Linked DNA regions of Mus musculus: all the other regions are linked to region 2. Evidence: chromatin contacts called from public HiChIP or PLAC-seq and capture Hi-C data. All regions are on one chromosome and are shown on one strand. The core of a region is the stretch at or near the end of the contact, and the rest is flanking DNA. Distances in the headings are between cores, read along the strand shown.

Region 1 (3,983 bases), core at 241-2,740, 800 kb after region 2:
TTCTTCTCACCTGTAAAATGGGATTGTTGTCTAGAAAAAGAAGACACTCTCAGCTCCGGGTGATTCCAACAGCTAGCTAGTATGGTTTGGATGCAGGTAGAGTCCTTTGGGAGTGGTCCTAAGTACTCCAAGCTCCGGGGTCAGCGTTGCCCTCTAGTGGCGATTTTGTGAACAACAGGCGAAGCAACCAGGAAGGCGGGGAGGGCAGCCTCTGTCAGGTCGCCTTCAGCTCAGCATCTATCTGTCAGTGGGAGCCAGGGCGCACAGGACCTCCTGGGCAGAAGGCATGGTAGGTGAGCGGGATACGGGCCCTGACAGGAGCGGCTCTCAGAGTGAGATGGGTGGAAAAACTCTGTGAGACATTTGGGGGTTGTGGGAGAGACCTCTCAGTTAGTCAGTTTATTTCTGTCATTTTTCTGATGACTGTCGTCTCAGCGCTGCTCTCTTGAACCTGGGCTGTCACCTGCCCATCCCCAGCTCCTCTCCGTGAGAGTTCCGAGAGTGAGAACTCCAGGTCTAGTAGGTGCAAAGAATATAAAATATTTAGACTGGGAGTGATTCAGGTGACAGAAAACAGAATCAAATTTGGGTCAAAGTACAGTTTTTTAGCTTTTTCACTCCTTCACTTAACCCCTACGGTGGCTTTCTCTTCACACCAAGGTCACACACAGCGTTCTGTATGTCAGGTCTGCCATGTGTCGATGCTTTTTGTGGATTAAATACCGGGATCTTGCACCTGGAGTTGGGGAGGTCAGGTCTGCCCTGGCAGTTGCTTTAGGAGCCCCGGCTCTTTAAAGACCAAGCAATACTGCAGTTGCACCCACTTTTCTGAGGTCCACATCAAGTGGCTCTCCTGAAGTCTGTCTTAAAAGGGAGACAGCCAAAGGAGATAGCCAAGCGTTCTTGGAAAAACCTGGCATTTCTTCAAAGATTCCAGTAGATTGTAAAGGGCCAATCTTATCATTTAAAAAGTATTTCATTTGTGTGTGTGTGTGTACTTGTGCATATATACTGTTTGCATGTATGTGTGTAGAGGATAGAGGATAACTCTTTGTTGTTGTTGTTGTTGATTGGTTTTTTGTTGTTTGTTTTTGTTTGTTTTTTAGACAGTGTCTCTCTCTGTAGTTCTAACTGTCCTGGAACTTGCTCTGTAGCCCAGGCTAGCCTCAAACTCACATGAGACCTGCCTGCCTCAGCTTCCTTCGCGTTGGGATTAAAGCTGCGCACTACCACTGCCCGGCCAATTTTATTATTTTCAAGGTTTGCACTCCGGATACTCTGTAGTTGAAATGCACTTTAGTGGGTGGCAGATGCTTTCTTTCCCAGTGGCATGTGACTAATCAGTCCTCTACAGTGTGATAACTTAGGACAGAGCTGGGATTACCTAAATGACTTCTGGGTATCTCCCCCTTCTATCCTACAGACTCCTCCCTGCCTCAATTGTTCCATCTTTCCTGGAGCGCTCTCCCCAAATGCTTCAAGGAGCCCCCTGGTCTGCAATATCAGTGAGTTCAAGTGGCCCTATCAACCTGAGGATCTGAACCTTACCGATGAGGCCCTGAGGCTGAAGTATTTGGGGCCACAGCAGATGAAACAGTTTGTCCCCATCTGTGTCACGTACCTGCTGATCTTCGTGGTGGGCACTCTGGGCAACGGGCTGACCTGCACCGTCATCCTGCGCAACAAGACTATGCGCACGCCCACCAACTTCTACCTCTTCAGCCTCGCTGTGTCCGATATGCTGGTGCTCCTGGTGGGCTTGCCTCTGGAGCTTTATGAGATGCAGCAAAATTACCCGTTCCAGCTGGGTGCGAGTGCCTGCTACTTCCGAATACTGCTCTTAGAGACCGTCTGCCTAGCTTCAGTGCTCAATGTCACAGCCCTGAGTGTGGAGCGTTATGTGGCCGTGGTGCGCCCACTCCAAGCCAAGTCTGTGATGACACGGGCCCATGTGCGCCGCATGGTGGGGGCCATCTGGGTCCTCGCTACTCTCTTCTCTCTGCCCAACACCAGCCTGCATGGCCTCAGTCAACTAACTGTGCCCTGCCGGGGGCCGGTGCCCGACTCAGCTATATGTTCGCTGGTGGGTCCCATGGACTTCTACAAGTTGGTGGTACTGACTACCGCACTGCTCTTCTTCTGTCTGCCCATGGTCACCATCAGTGTGCTGTATCTGCTCATTGGGCTGCGGCTGCGGAGGGAGAGGATGTTGCTCCAAGTGGAGGTCAAGGGCAGGAAAACCGCAGCAACCCAGGAGACCTCCCACAGAAGGATTCAGCTGCAAGATAGGGGACGGAGACAGGTGACCAAGATGCTGTGTAAGTCATTGTTGAGGAGAAAGCTGAGCTTCCTCCAGTCTGGGGAAGGAATTGAGCTTCCAGGGTATTGTTTGCTTGCTTGCTTGCTTGTTGTTGTTATTGTTTTGAGAAAGGGTTTCAGGGCTGGTGAGATGGCTCAGCAGGTAAGAGCACTGACCACTCTCCTGGAGGTCATGAGTTCAAATCCCAGCAACCACATGGTGACTCACAACCATCCGTAATGAGAAACTAATAATAATAATAATAATAATAATAATAATAATAATAATAATAATAATAAAACAAAAAAAACCTATGGGCCAGACTTAGCAGGGACCAGAGCAAGTGGGGCTTGGGGTGGAGGGAGCGAGGCCAGAGAAAGACAGAAAAGGGAAGAGGGAAAAAAAGAGAGAAGGAGTTTCTTTGTGTAGCTCTGGCTGTTCTAGAACTTGCTGTGTAGACCAGAGATTCACCTGCCTCTACCTCCAAAGTACTGGGATTAAAGGTGTGCACCACCACTACCTGGCTCTCCTGTCTGCTTTTCTAGGACCGGAAGATAGTGAGCTGTAGATGCAAACTCTAAGCATGATGAAGATCAAATCTCTTCTCTGTCCTTGCAGTTGCACTGGTTGTGGTATTCGGCATCTGCTGGGCTCCATTCCATGCTGACCGTATCATGTGGAGCCTGGTGTATGGACACTCAACGGAAGGCCTGCACCTGGCCTACCAGTGTGTCCACATTGCCTCTGGCATCTTCTTCTATCTCGGCTCAGCAGCCAACCCGGTGCTCTACAGCCTCATGTCTACTCGCTTCCGAGAGACCTTCCTGCAAGCCCTGGGCCTTGGAACCCAGTGCTGTCATCGCCGCCAACCCTATCATGGCTCCCATAACCACATCAGGTTGACCACAGGCAGCACCCTGTGTGACGTGGGCCACAGGAACAGCAGGGACGAACCTCTGGCTGTGAATGAGGATCCAGGGTGTCAGCAAGAGACAGACCCCTCCTGAATAAAATTTGGAAGGAGCCTTACCCACAAGGCCAGAGGGCCTCAGAAAGTCTGGGGAGCTACAAAAGTGGTTTCTGCCCTGCCCACATATTTGAGTATTGAGGGAAACAGTAAGAAAAAGAGAATTGAACCCCAATTGCCCCCATTGAAGGCCTGAAACACTGGCTCAGCAGTTAAGAATGTTTGCTGTTCTTCCAGAGAACCTGGGTTCAGGTCTCGGCACCCTCATGACAACAGGCCATCCGACACTCTCTTGGCTTCTGACGGCATCTACCACATGCACATAGCACACACCCATGTATTAGAAAGACCCACGCTGAACCAAATATATGCTGTATGTCCCTCCAGACCCCATACCCCTAAATTCTTCTCCACAAAACTGTCACAGTTACCTAGTTACCTGGGGCTCAGCCACTATTCCTCTGGGGATCCCTTCTTCCTCTCAAGTTCATACGTGTTTCCATTGGGACCCACCTGTCATCCTGGTAACTTCCGAACCTCCATAGACTCTCTCTGCCCCTCCCCAGCCCTTGTTTTGTACTTGAGACCGACTTCACACCCTGACAGTTCCTGGCTCTCATTCTGCACCGAGATTCGGGCCTGATCAAGCTGTCAGGTGGTAGGGGTTCCCAGGGATCCAGGGGACCTGGACCTGACCTCAGCCTTTGTCACCATGTT
Region 2 (3,794 bases), core at 802-3,301:
ACAAACCTGAATTTGAGGGAGCAGTTCTGCCAGTCGAAAGGGAAGTAGGTGACTGAGATGGGGCAGGAGGAGCGGAAGATGGCGGGCGGCAGCCAGGTCACATAGCCCGAGTCATAGACAAGCACATTGCAGGCATAAGAAATCTGGAACGAGCCATCATTGCTGTGGGATGGAGACCATAATCACTGTGTGTCCTGGCTGGCCAGGAACCGGCAGGACCGCAGGAGGCAGGAGAGGGTGGTGGGCAGGCAGGGCTGGAGGCGCAGGCTGGGGAGCATAAGGAAGGGAATGAGGCAGAGGGGGGCTGGGAGGGTTCCTCTCAACTTGTTCTCCAGTACAATCTCTGGTAGCCACACCATGTCAGGGGGCAGGCGCAGGACAGTGATGTTCCCGAAGTCGTTGGCATCCCACTGTAGACGGCTGTCTACCCAGGCCTAGAGGTCCAAAAAGGACATCAGAAGTGGATTCGGCCACTAACCACCCTCCCAGCGGTCCCCACTTCCCCAGGGAAGTCTAAACAAAGCCTGAGAGTTGGGACAAAAGAAATTTGGAGGAGATGGATAAAGAACTAGACTCAGGCCCGTCACAGACAGTTGTGTAGGACATACATTATACCACTAAGGGGCACAATTTCCACGCCAGACTGGCTTGTTTCTATGCCGTGAACCTCTATCAGTTCTGATATTTTGATTTGAAAAGTGACTTCCAATGCACACCAGAGGTGGTGACTCTGTGCTTTAATCCCACCTTTAGTCCCAGGGCTTGGGAGGCAGATGCAAATGAATCTCTGTGAGTTCAAGGCCAGCATGGTCTACGTCATAAGTTCTAGGTCAGCCAGGGAAACAGGGCTAGGGAACCCCATCTCAAAACAACAACAAAGCAAATCGGGACACAGCGGCAATTTTAGCACGGAGGAACCCCAGCCTTCTAGGACATGTCCTCGGAGCTAGTAGAGGCCTCAGTGGAAAAGGGCAGTTGGGTTCTCTGTAGTCAAGCTCCCCCAAAGGTGTGTCCATAGGAGCTTGTGGTCCCCAGCATAAGTGAGCACCAGGGGACCTGGAACCTTCGGCAGGGTGTCCTTACATGATCTATCCACACGTTGGTGGTGAGGGTCTCCTCCACTTCTTTCTGTAATCAAACAACAGGGTTGTAGCCAAAGGTTCCCATCTACCTTTCACCCAAACTCAGTCAGCAGAATCTAATCTGCCTGGTTCCCAGGGACCACGGCAGCTGGAAGGGCCAGGGTCTTCTAGAGCAACAGATCGAGGTGGATCAGCAGACTACGGAAGCGAAGGGCAGAGGCTGCTGATGTGAGTCCCGGGGGAGCACAGGGATAGCTTGACAGTGGCAGGCAGAGCTGATGGCTTTGGGTGGCTAAAGGCCCGTGGCACCATCTGGCACAAAGAATAGTCATGCATGTCTCCCAGAAGAGGAGCTAGCTGGTCAGGAGCCTTTGAGCAATTGTCCCTTCTTGCCATCCTCTCCCCAGCTCAGGCTATCCCACGAAGGTCTACTCACCAGGGAGATGAGGTTGGAGAGGGTGAGACTTAGGGCGACATCCACTTTGTCCTCCTTTCGAGCCACCGGCCGCAGGTCTTTGTCGTAGCCCTTCTCATTGAATAGGTGCTGGATCAGCCTTTGTTCCTCATTCAGGCCCCAACTGCCTGGGAGGGCTGGGGAGAGGGGTAGGGTGCTGGTGTTTGGACCTAGGAAGGAGCCTTCCCTGTGCTCCTGCTGGGGCAGCCCTGGGCTGGGCAGAGCAGAGGAAAGCCAGCTGCTCCCTGAGGGTGGGATGCCTAGGGTTAGAAAGGGCAGAGTGGGAGTGGGAATTAGGTATAATGTTAGGGAGGCGGTGGCCCAGGTGGGCATAGAAGGCCCCCAGGAAGGGGGTTATGTCATCCTTACCACACACAACAAGGGCAGCCAGCAGCCCCAGTGTGAGCACAGGCCCTGCCATCCCCCACCTCTGACTGACTAGGGTTTGTCTTCCCTTCAGCCTGTTGGCTGTGGAATGAGGCAAGCAAGGGGACAGGTGCTGGTGGTTTAGGGGTTTGGAAAGAAGAGGCCGGAAACGCAATCTGATACTTGAAAGCTGGTGATGAGGGGGTGGGGTTTGCCAGTTAGGGCAGGAGCCAAGGGCAGAACGAAAAGATCCCAGGCAGGGATTGTCACAGATTGTTGGTAGGGTGGGGCCTGGTGGGGTAGGGTGGCAGAGGGTGGGGGGCGAATCCTCTGTGTGTGTGTGTGTGTGTGTGTGTGTGTGTGTGTGTGTACACCTGTCACAATTGCTTCTCTCTTTCTACAGAGGGTTCTGAGGTGAAACTTCTTGTACAGCAGGCAACTGTTACCTGTTGAGCCATCTTGCTAGTGCTCCACCTGTACTTGTGTATTTTTTCCCCCATCTTTAAAAATATTACCTCTAAGCTGGGTGTGGCAGTGTATGCTTTTAATCCCAGCACTTGGGAAGAGAGGAAGGATCTCTGAGTTCAAGGCCAGCCTGGTCTACAGAATGAGTTCCAGGACTGCCAGGTTGTTACACAGAGAAGCCATGTCTCCAAAAAACCCCAAAGATTTATAAATAAATAAATAAGTAAATAAATAAAATCCATCCATCCATCCATCCATCCACCCATCCACTCAGTGTGTTTCTGCGCAGTTTGTGGCATGTGTGGAAGTCAGAGGAAACTTGAAGGAGTTAAATTTTTTTTTCCTTTCACATGGCTCGGCAGCAGGTACCTTTATTTGCTAAGCCACCTTACTGGCCCATTTCTTTTCTTTCTTTAATTTGAACTGAAGTCTCCTCACCGTTCCTGCATCTATGAGTAGCCAAAACCAAAGGGAAAGAAAAGGGGATCCACTGGGGCAAGGAGGGTCGTTTCCACACAGAGTCAGGCCTGTCCGTTGTAATGACTGTGGCTAGAAGTCAGTGGTCGGGATAGATGGCACTAAGAGTATGCTTAAGAGAATACAACCCTCAAAGGTGCCTGGGCACCGTGATCTGCTTCTATCTAATAGGAATCAGAAAGCCAGAACCGTCAGGCATGGAGGGAGGAGGCCATCTAGATGTCGGGGAGACTAGCAATGGGGTGAAGGGATGCCCATAGGGTCTGACAAGAGAGGAGCCGACTGCAGCATGCACTGGCAAGTCTGAGCCTATTCTTTGTTCTAAGCAGAAGTTTGGAGGTGGCCTCATAAAGGCTTGCTTGCTTCCAGGGAGAGGACAATACTGTCACCATTGTCTGCCAAGGTGCAGTGGTGGCTGAGCTCTTTGTACTTCATGCTGGACCTTGTCAGCTTCCTGATGGTGTCTTTGGAGCAGACATTGATCATTTTGCTCATATGTGAGGGTGCAGGGGCTCTCTTAGAGACCCAAGAGATGAACCTCAGGGCATCCTTCTTGCTGTCATTGGTCTCATAGGTTGCATCATTGAGGGCAGAGTGGCAGCCTGGTCTGGCAGGGTCTTGTCATAGGTTTGGGCCATGTCGCCTGCTGAATCTTTCTGCTCTGCTCCAGGATGGTGTCCGGGTCCTCACTCAGGCAGAGAAGCACAGCTTCTCTCTTTGCTCCCCTTGGCGCGGTTGACTTGCGTACTAAATCACTTGCACGTCACCGATCACCTTGAGGTAGCCATACCAGAAGCTACGGTTTTGAAAGGGAGAGGGGGACACGGAAAGCCACAGAAGGACTGAGGCTCTGGAGCTGCTGCTGCTGCTGAAATCCAGCTGATCTCCTCCACCTTATTTTTCAAGACAGGGCCTCTTCGCTGAACCTGGACCTCGCCTGGAGCAGCTAG
Region 3 (3,959 bases), core at 1,369-3,868, 560 kb after region 2:
GCATTTTCTCAGTTGATGTTCCTCTTCTTTTTTTTTTTCTTTAAATATTTTTTATTACGTATTTTCCTCAATTACATTTCCAATGCTATCCCAAAAGTCCCCCATACCCACCCCCACTCCCCTACCCACCCATTCCCACTTTTTGGCCCTGGCGTTCCCCTGTACTGGGGCATATAAAGTTTGCATGTCCAATGGGCCTCTCTTTCCAGTGATGGCCGACTAGGCCATCTTCTGATACATATGCAGCTAGAGTCAAGAGCTCCGGGGTACTGGTTAGTTCATATTGTTGTTCCACCTACAGGGTTGCAGATCTCTTTAGCTCCTTGGATACTTTCTCTAGCTCCTCCATTGAGGGCCCTGTGATCCATCCAATAGCTGACTGTGAGCATCCACTTATGTGTTTGCTAGGCCCCGGCCTAGTCTCACAAGAGACAGCTATATCAGGGTCCTTTCAGCAAACGCTTGCTAGTGTATGCAATGGTGTCATGATGTTCCTCTTCTAAAATGACTCTCGCTTGTGTCAAGTTGACAAAATTAATTAATTAATTAAACATTTTTTTTAAAAGCCAGCCAGTACAGGAGTCATTTATTTTTTCAAAAGGCCACCTGCGCCGGGGCCTAGCAAACACAGAAGTGGATGATCACAGTCAACTATTGGATGGATCACAGGGTCCCCAATGGAGGAGCTAGAGAAATTACCCAAGGAGCTAAAGGGAACTGCAACCCTGTAGGTGGAACAACAATATGAACTAACCAGTACCCCGGAGCTCTTGTCTCTAGCTGCATATGTATCAAAAGATGGCCTAGTCAGCCATCACTGCAAAGAGAGGCCCATTGGACTTGCAAACTTCATATGTCCCAGTACAGGGGAACCCCAGGGCCAAAAAGGGGGAGTGGGTGGGTAGGAGATTGGGGGGGTGGGTATGGGGGACTTTGGGGATAGCATTGAAAATGTAAACGAGGAAAATACCTAATAAAGAAATAAATTAAAAAAAAAAAAAAGGCCACCTGCTTTTCCATCTGTGCCCTTTCTCTTCCCTTTTCCCTTTACGTTGAGTACATAGACTTCACTGTCTAAGAGCACTCACCTATGCGACCCATTTGTGTGTTCAGGGTCCACCTGTTAATAATCACTTGCTTGTCTTTCTGTCATTAATCCATATCTTGCCAATCTAAATCCCAAAGAGAAGCTACAAGGGTAGAAGGGAAAGGATTTTTTTCCTCCCCTAGAGTCACAAGTTCTTTTTCTCTTCAAGAACCATCTTCCTCTGAGTGTTGTTGGACTTCATTTCCCAGCTTCCTTTGCTGTTAGGTGCAGCCATGTGATTAAATTCCAGCCAATGGAATATGAGCAATGTACTATGCATGGCTCTTGAAAAATTCCGTGCTCTGTGTGTGTGTGTGTGTGTGTGTGTGTGTGTGTGTGTGTGTGATGTCCGTTTGTCTGAGAGCTTTGAAATTCACACCGATTATATTTGTGATAAATATGTCCTTTCTTAAAGCTGCCCAGGATATTTTGATTTTGCAAAGTACTGGAAGTTGACACCAAGCGCTAAGTTCATGCAGAGAAAAAGCATCAGTCGCTATACCAGCTTACCATACAAGGCGCCATACTGCATCCCCAGTGGGGTTCTAATACCAAGTCGACAAGTTCTAGCACCAGGAAGTTCCTTCCTCCCATCTGAAAGCATAACACTAACAAGGTCTTCAAACCCACAGTGGGAGTGAGCTAACAAGTTTGTCTCTCTGGCTGTTACTACTCTATACCTAGCCTCACAGCAGGATGCCTGTGGCCCTTTTTGATGCTGCCTCTGCTGGAGCACACTCAAGAATTCTTTTAGACTCCTAGGATTCTCTTGTCTCCGGTCACCTCTATGACTGTCCCAAACCCCACATCACCAAGGTGGCCATGCACCAGAACACGTTAGCTTCAGCCAGGCACAACATAGTCCTTTCAACCAAGAGACTTTGGCCAGGGCCTTCTGGATGACTCTGCTGGTCTCCTGGCCCTGGACTCAGGGAGAAGAGGCTGTGGGTCTCCATTGTTTTTTTCCAGGGGGCTGTGAGCTACTTGCTCCAGATCTCTGCTCACCAGGGAGGCTAGCACCTGCTATGCCTGGTCCACACTGACCCTCATCTGGAGAAAAGGAGCTGGCCTTCCTTCTACAGTAAAACAAAGAGGCCACCCAGGGACTCTATGCAGAGCTCAGATCTGCTCCAAGATGTCCTGCTGGCTTGCTCAAAAGAGCAGCTGGGCGCTTTTTCTTCTCTATTAAAAACAATCACTGCAGATTACATTGACTTGAGAGGAATAGATGATGAGCCCCTGGGAAGATATTAATTTCCATTTTGTTACAAAAACATACAAGCAGACTGCTGAGAATCCAGTCCTCTCATTTGCTTGTAAAACATATTTTGCATTAGTGCATTCCTTCTTCTAGAGTGTATTAATTTGCATTTGCTCCTTTTTAGAATTTAGCTAATGGCTTATTAATTTTTTTTTCACTGCCTAGGAGGGAGTTTTCCCTTCTAATGAGCATAATATTAAACCCTACAAGCAGTCAACCCCCAAACACCCTGTGGGTCCAGCCCAAGCAGTGAGTCCACGCTGGTCACCTATAGCCCAGTGCTCTTCTGGCCTGAGAGCAAACAAAACCACGGGCTTGCCTTTTTCTCCATCAGCACAGAATTGTAAAAGGAATTTGACTAAATACTAGAGAGGGGGAAAAAAAAAATCAAGTCAGTGTGGTAATAAAGGACTTGAAAGCTCCCCTGTGAGACTTATTGGGAGGTTTTGCTGTTCTTCCCAAGCTCGGCCCTGCCTTCTCCATCGCTGGGGTGCTGGGGTGCGTTCCTGGGTTTGAGCATTCTATTCTCTCTCCAAATATGACTGAGAAACTGACTGGGACAAAAACTTCAGTCTGAAGTCCACGCCAGTGGGTGGCCACAGGGTCAACAGAAGCCCCATTCTCCAAAGCCATCTGCCCCCAGATATACAAAAGGAAGAACCTGGATGCCTGGCAGACCCTGTCCTCCCACCCCTGTCCCATACTGCCCCGCTCTGCACAAAGGTCACTTCCTCCAGGTGCCTATGATTAAGTTTATCAACTCTCTCTTCCTCCATTTTGTTTAAATTTATTACTTCCTTTTTCTCCTTTCTCTTGGTTTGCAGCTTAAAGGGAACAAGGTTCACCAGGCATGGGCTTGATTTATGGTTTCTCTTTTTTTCCCTCCTTAATGTAAGCCCTGGGAGCAATGAATCTCCTCTAAGTACTGCACTGGCAGCATCCCAGAAGCAGAGATGTGTCACTTTCATGGTTGTGTTCTTAAAATATTCTGTGCAGTCCCGAATGTCTTCCCTAATGAAAGGTTTATTTAAGAAAGGATCCGCTCCGCCCAGTGCAATGAGAAACAGCTGAAGACAAGTCAGGGCCAGAGGAGCAGGAAGGAGATTCCATTTGCTGAGACCAATCTCACTCCGTGAAATGAAAACTTCTTGAGGTAAGCAAGGTGGCACACTCACGTGACCACATTCATTCACAAGGCTGAGGCAGGTGGAGCCTAACTTTGAGGCCAACCAGGGCAACACGGTGAGACATCTCAAGAAAAATAATAATTAAAGTGAATGGACATGTGACAAACATTGATAAATCGGTTGCTTTCCTCTTAGGAGTTCTGAGGAAAATATAAGAAAGGTAGCTCAGTCAGTGCTGGCAGAGCATGAGAAAGCCTGCTTCCCATTCCCAGAACCAAATAAACGGGACAAAATGGCACATACCCACAACCCCAGCACTCAGAAGACTGGGGGATATCAGAAGTTCAAAGTCACCCTCCTATACACGAGACCAGCCTCGGTTACGTGGGACCCTGATTCAAACAAACAAAATCAATGAACTTTTAAGGAAAGTTGTCTAAATAATTCTGAAGTGCATCTGTAAAAACACAATGAGTTGTAATCC

Evidence for each region. HiChIP or PLAC-seq counts read pairs in DNA pulled down with a chosen protein or histone mark. Capture Hi-C pulls out chosen DNA fragments and counts their contacts.
Region 1: a contact with region 2 is called in a capture Hi-C map of embryonic stem cells, with 4 times the contacts expected there. The contact joins the promoter of Nmur1 here to the promoter of Chrnd in region 2. A contact is called at or near these places in 2 of 39 promoter capture datasets (hippocampal neurons and liver) and 1 of 9 other capture datasets (embryonic stem cells).
Region 3: an H3K4me3 HiChIP or PLAC-seq map of embryonic basal ganglia shows a contact between it and region 2, with 11 times the contacts expected there. The contact joins the enhancer-like site here to the promoter of Chrnd in region 2. A contact is called at or near these places in 2 of 39 promoter capture datasets (the HPC-7 cell line and neural stem cells), 4 of 15 datasets of contacts at CTCF or cohesin (the NIH/3T3 cell line, large pre-B cells and pro-B cells), 55 of 484 Hi-C or Micro-C datasets (the 63-12 cell line, B cells, the C2C12 cell line and 39 more), 26 of 115 datasets of contacts at active chromatin or transcription factors (the NIH/3T3 cell line, SST interneurons, T-cell acute lymphoblastic leukemia and 16 more) and 3 of 9 other capture datasets (adipose tissue, macrophages and pancreatic islet).

Annotation. Positions count from the first base shown.
Region 1 is chr1:86,385,648-86,389,630 of GRCm38.p6, reverse strand. Nmur1 (neuromedin U receptor 1) reads left to right here and starts at 1,490. Exons shown (of 2, transcript NM_010341.1): 1 at 1,490-2,318; 2 at 2,918-3,306. The coding sequence starts at 1,490. The coding sequence ends at 3,306.
Region 2 is chr1:87,188,854-87,192,647 of GRCm38.p6, reverse strand. Chrnd (cholinergic receptor, nicotinic, delta polypeptide) reads right to left here and starts at 2,051. Exons shown (of 12, transcript NM_021600.3): 1 at 1,906-2,051; 2 at 1,519-1,673; 3 at 1,084-1,128; 4 at 325-434; 5 at 7-162. The coding sequence starts at 1,957.
Region 3 is chr1:86,632,295-86,636,253 of GRCm38.p6, reverse strand. The region is part of intron 1 of Gm41908 (a long non-coding RNA gene); the gene reads right to left. Among named protein-coding and RNA genes, the nearest start is that of Gm41908, 7.2 kb to the right of the region's middle. Within about 2 kb of position 2,618, at least 62 of the 459 cell types and tissues checked have an H3K27ac peak or open chromatin away from gene starts, as enhancers often do. A contact at or near this core is called in the G1E-ER4 cell line, the HPC-7 cell line, the NIH/3T3 cell line and 4 more, where this site is marked.